Linked DNA regions of Hordeum vulgare: region 1 is linked to region 2. A link is a contact called in public Hi-C data. All regions are on one chromosome and are shown on one strand. Each heading gives the region's core, a stretch centred on a gene start, on an enhancer-like site or on the middle of the called end of the contact. The rest is flanking DNA. Distances are from core to core; before and after follow the strand shown.

Evidence for each region. Hi-C and Micro-C count contacts between places; a contact is called where the count stands out from the background.
Region 1: a contact with region 2 is called in a Hi-C map of leaf, with 4 times the contacts expected there. The contact joins the promoter of LOC123444078 here to the promoter of LOC123444082 in region 2. A contact is called at or near these places in 4 of 6 Hi-C or Micro-C datasets (leaf and seedling) and 1 of 1 datasets of contacts at active chromatin or transcription factors (embryo).

Annotation. Positions count from the first base shown.
Region 1 is chr3H:424,926,046-424,928,745 of MorexV3_pseudomolecules_assembly, reverse strand. LOC123444078 (katanin p60 ATPase-containing subunit A-like 2) reads left to right here and starts at 1,366. Exons shown (of 12, transcript XM_045120690.1): 1 at 1,366-1,618; 2 at 1,723-1,887; 3 at 2,030-2,076. The coding sequence starts at 1,574.
Region 2 is chr3H:425,215,216-425,217,915 of MorexV3_pseudomolecules_assembly, reverse strand. It overlaps LOC123444082 (dof zinc finger protein DOF1.5-like), which reads right to left and starts at 1,313. Exons shown (of 1, transcript XM_045120694.1): 1 at 390-1,313. The coding sequence starts at 1,241. The coding sequence ends at 747.

The DNA.
Region 1 (2,700 bases), core at 117-2,616, 290 kb after region 2:
ACTGATCTTGGAGCACCGAGAAGTTGTGGGAAGTGATGACTACTTGTGTGATCATGGACAATATGATCATAGAGGATGAGCGTCCGGAACGTCTCCACGATCAAGGGTTTGAGTTTCAGGGTGACAATGTGGTGCCTCAGCATGGCGGAGAAGCCATCGTTTGCACAATTCACCAAATTTCATCATGAAATGTGTGATTTGAAAACTCATATTCAGTTGCAAGATGATTTGGTTGAGCATATGTAGGATCATGTTGGAAATCAATTGGTGTATCTTATAGACAATTTAATTTTTATTGGGCTTGTAAAACCTTTGCTATATTTTATTTCGGTTGTGAAACTATGCTATCTCATTTACTTTAAAAAAATATGCAAAATGTTTGTATTTGTTGAAAACCGGCGGCTAGGCGGCCACGCGGACAATGGGTCGATGCGTTGGACGCGTTGCCGACCCAAATCATAGACCGGGCGGACGATCCAAATGGACAAAAAGCAGATGAAATCATGGTCCGTTTGGGTCGACCGGTTGGAGTTGCTCTTAGTATCACATGTGTGTTAACATTTGAGGGCCGGATGTTGCTACTTGTGGTTATAGATGACGTGGAACCCTGGCGCTTAACGCCCAATGTCACTCCAACTGTTTGATGAAAAAGCCCTCACTCCTCAGAACGAAGTTTGTGTGCTCGGATACCTTGGTGCATTTTTTTGAAAAAAAATCAGAAAACATATTTAAAAGTTTTTAAAAATTAAAAATTATTATGTGGAAACTTTTATGTATGAGTGAAATTTCATTTTGAAAAAAATGTAATTTGTAAGCTGTAAAAAATAACATTTTTTGGCCCAATAATAATAAAAAGCCCATTTATAAATACATATTTATCATTTTTTGTATGCCAGGTGTGAAAGTAAAATGATTTAAAATATTACAGATACATAACATACGTATTTATGTGTGTCTACAAAAGTTTGAAGTTTTTTACATTGTAAAAATATACTACCTCCGTTTTTAAATATAAGACCTTTTAGATATTTCATTATGGACTAGATACGGAGCAAAATTAATGAATCTACATCCTAAAATATGACTACCTACATTCGTATATACTTCCTCCAGTCATTTTTACTCCGCATATTAGACTTGGGTCAAGTCAAACTTTACAAAGTTTGACCAAATATATATTGAAAAATATCAACATCTACAATACTAAATATACATATCATGAAACTATCTTTTGTAATGAATCTAACAATATTAATTTGGCATTATGAATATTGATACATGTTTCTATAAAAGATCTTATATTTAAGAACGGAGGGAGTATTTTTTGAAAACGGGCACCATTTAATGACCTTGCACCATTTGCAATTTTCGCTCACTCCTCTCCTCCCCGTCGGACTCCGACGGTTTGGTGAAAAAACAAGAGCGCAGATTCGCTTGCCTGCCCGCTCCCGTGCTCCGTGCTCTTGTTTGTTTATTCACAACACAACACCAACGCCATCGCCTCCGTCTCGCCTCAGCTACTTCGGGAGCTGTCGCGTCCCTGCGTGCTGCGTGGGGACCGGCCGCATACGCCATGGCTGCCGGCGACGAGCCCTCCGTCACCCGCTGGTCCTTCCAGGTGACTCACCGCCCTGTGCTGTTCTCACCCCCTTCCTCTCTCGCTCTCCTCCCCGTGCTGAGATCTCCTTGTTCCCAATTCGCTATGGCGTGGCCTCGGCCCAGGACTTCGAGCGCTACTACGACGCGGGCCTCGGCATCTGCCGCCAGCCCAAGGGCGACGGCGACGGCGACAGCAACGACGACGCGCCGCCCGGATCGGGCGCCGCCGATGCCGCCCACGCCAACGGCGGCGCCGACCTCTCCGTCTTCGAGCACTACGAGCGGATGGTAATTGAATTCTGTCTTGTCGCAGAATGCTTCCATGTTACTTACTACTCCCACCTTGGTGACGGTCCGGTGGACAAATAGCTTACACTTTACAGCTCGCTGCCGAAACTTATACGGTTTATCTACTGATTCTCGGTTGCAGGATAGAAATGTTGAGTTGCGCAATGGGGCAATGGATGCCGGGCCACCGTAAGACTCCTTGCTTATACTTCACCAAAGTGCAATTAGTTTACCTGCCAACATTGTTTGTTTTAATCTTAATTTAGCCAATTTGTAAAGTGCAGAGATAAGCTAATTTTTGGATGTTCTAACATAAGTAAACTCTCCTATTTTGGTACAATTTGATCGAGTCTGTACGAAGCTTTATCACCCGCTTCACTTCTGATTCGATCTTAGCTGATATAGGAGTCAAATCACGCACTTCAGTTGAGTTGACCAAATATAGGAGCGGCTTCCACATCCAACTGCCTAGCTGTGTCTTGCTCAAGTCCAGGCATGCTAAGAGCATCTTCAACAGACGCGTGGAGGCGCGGCGCGCAAATTCCTTTTTACAGCACGCGCAACGGCCGTTTTTGCGCCCGAGTAGGCAGTTGCTTCAGCAGGCGCTGCAAATTTTTAGAGCGCCAGCGTGCCGCTTCAGCAGGCGTTGTAAAATCGAGCGCGCGCCCAACCGGTGCAGAAACAACATATACAAGATGATCTCAAACATCCAAAATATGCAAAGTTCGCACAAACAAGATGACCACAAGCAAGTTCATGACAAACAAGTTCACACAAATGAATTAAACATGAACAATCATTCCTCATCTTCCT
Region 2 (2,700 bases), core at 64-2,563:
ACGTAAAGAAATTGACACTATGTCATCATCACTACCGGGAATAGCTAAAAGCTAAAAGTGGAGGTGATGAAGCTTGCCTGTTTGCAGTAGTAGTAGTTGGGATAGTGCAAACCTTCTCAGGTAGATGCCTCCTTTCTTCTTCTTGCTAGCGGATAGATTCCTCTGGCCCTGCGTTGATGCCATAGGCATTTAAGTACAAGAACGCACCACCTACCACGTATACATTCCATTTAAGCTGCGCATCTGCAGCAAACTCAACTCAAGAGGAGCGTGTCACCGATTACACGTGATCCATTGAATGGCCCCCTGCCCTCCCTGCACTGCATCTAATAGCTGAATGCAGAGGACAAGGAGAGGAGAAACTTGGGGCAGCAAAAGGGAGGAAGAAAAAAGATGAATCATCATCATCATTGCCACGGCTCACAGTGAAGGGGTACATTCATTTCAACGAGTAGGGACTAGTATTTTTTTTTTCAAACTTTTCCTCTCTTTCATTCATTCGACGGGAGTATCTCTTTCATTGCTGGCCGTGTCCGCATCCTTCCGGCCACCCAAAAGAATCCTAACATGGTATCGAAATGGAACAACCTACATCAATAATAATAAATTCCCCCCAAAAACAAAGAGCCAAAAAAGTGTCTCTGACGCGTGGGCCCGGAAGAGCGGAGGAGGAGGAGGGAGGGAGCAAAGCATTGCTCCAGGCAGCTCCACCACGCACGCGACGACGCGAGTTCCCGGAAAGGCTCCTACGACCGCGAGTCAACGCTCTCCGCTGCTGCTGCTGCTGCCCCTTCCTCGGAGGTGGAGGCGGTCGCCGAGGCCGCGGCGGCGGCCGATCGGGCGGTGGGCCGGGGCCTGCGGCGGCCGGGGGAGGCGGTGGCGACGCGGCGGAGCGCGCCGCCGGCCGTCCAGTAGCGGCGGCAGGCGCGGCAGAGGTGACGCGGCTGCCGCACGTTGTAGTTGTTGAAGTAGCAGAACTTGGTCTCCCTGCTCCCGCACCTCGGGCATGGCAGCGGCTCGCCGCCCCCGACCGTGGCCTGCTGCGTCGTCGACGGAGCAGGAGGAGGAGGAGGCGGGGGCGAGGGCGTTGGCGTTGGCGTTGGCGCTGTGCTCTCTCCCGTGGAGATGGAGATGGAGACGGAGGCGGCGCGGTGGGCCTCGGGCTGGATGACCTGGCCGAAGAGCTTGAAGCCGGAGGCGTCGGCGTTGGTGGTGGTGGCGTGGGTGGGGAGGTTCGCCATGGAGGCAGGGGAGGGAGGTGGTGGTGTGTAAGAAAGTGCCCCCCTATATAGAGGAGGAGGCGGCGGTGGTCAATCCCCCCCCCCCCCCCCCTCGCTTTTCACTCATGCTTGCTTTGCTTAATAAACCTGACTTCTTTGTGTGACATGGGTGATGGCCGGCCCCATCTCTTTCCCCTTCTGGATATTTTCACCTTTTTTGTTTTATTATTATTTATTTATTTAATACTCATAAATATAGTACTACTGTGAAGCAATTTAATCTTGGACGGGCGGATATGAATGGAGTCATGGGCCATGCATGGTGAGTGATGCGTGCATTCATTTCAGCGCACACACGCGTAAAAGAATTCCATGGGAAGTGTGGCATCATGTGACGCCCTGGATTTGGCCCGAGCCTGTTCAAAGTACTTTACCAATGAGTGCAACTTTCCACGCTTTTATCGCATTCCAATCGTGTTGACTTCCGTGATCCATCTATATATATTCCTCTTGTCGTTTGACTTTTCAAACTTCTTGCGGTGATCCGCTCATGAGTGGAACGGACTCAACCGATGAAGCACTGTGAAGCAACAACAGGGGAGGGAGGGGAGCGTATTTGCCGCCCGTCGTTGACCCAGATTCTCTTTTGTTTTGCGCGTGACGTTTCCGTGCCCTGCAAAGCAAAGCAAAGCAAAAAAAGGTACTAGTAGGAGTAGAAGATTTGTGCTGGGCCAATACGTGTGCGGCGCCCGGATACGGGGCATCTCCCCCGACCCCGAGCGTGACGAGGACACAAGAATTATATGGCCGCGCCCATCGGTCTCACCTCTCTCTAATCGAAATGGCAAATGTCCGTGGCAACCCGCACGTCAGGATCTTGGACTACTACTACATAGTACAGTATACTCCCACAAGGTTAGGCACGACGACCGAAGATATAGCCAGCGATGTCACCGTCTACCGATATACACGGGCGGGCCCGTCGTATGTACACAAAGATTGAACGAAATCCAGCAGATAAAAAGGTTGAGGTGACGCGTCGGGTCCGTCGAACTGATTAGGTTCGGCAGGGCTTGATTTTTTCCGCCGGGCCTGTTTTGCCCAGTCGATCAGCCGGAAATCCGTTACCGGTACCTTCAAGGCAAAACGAAACGTGTACTGGTACTCCTGTGCGTGACCGTGCGTGCTTGCATGTCTTGCTACCATTGCAGCACAACGATCTGATAATAATTCTCCTAGAGAGGAACCGATAACGATTGGAGAGCTTTTTTTGTTGGTAGGTTACTTTTCGTATGGGCTTTCTTGCCAAATGTGCCTACATAAAGATACCGCAGTGTTTTTGGTTGTCAAGTCAACTCGCCAAGGTTGGCTTGCTTGCTACTCCCCCGGGGGTAGAAAAGTTTACCCTGGCCGACATCATCAAACCATTTTGCTAATGGTAATGAAAAGCGAGAGCTTGTCCTTTGTCTGACGTTGCACT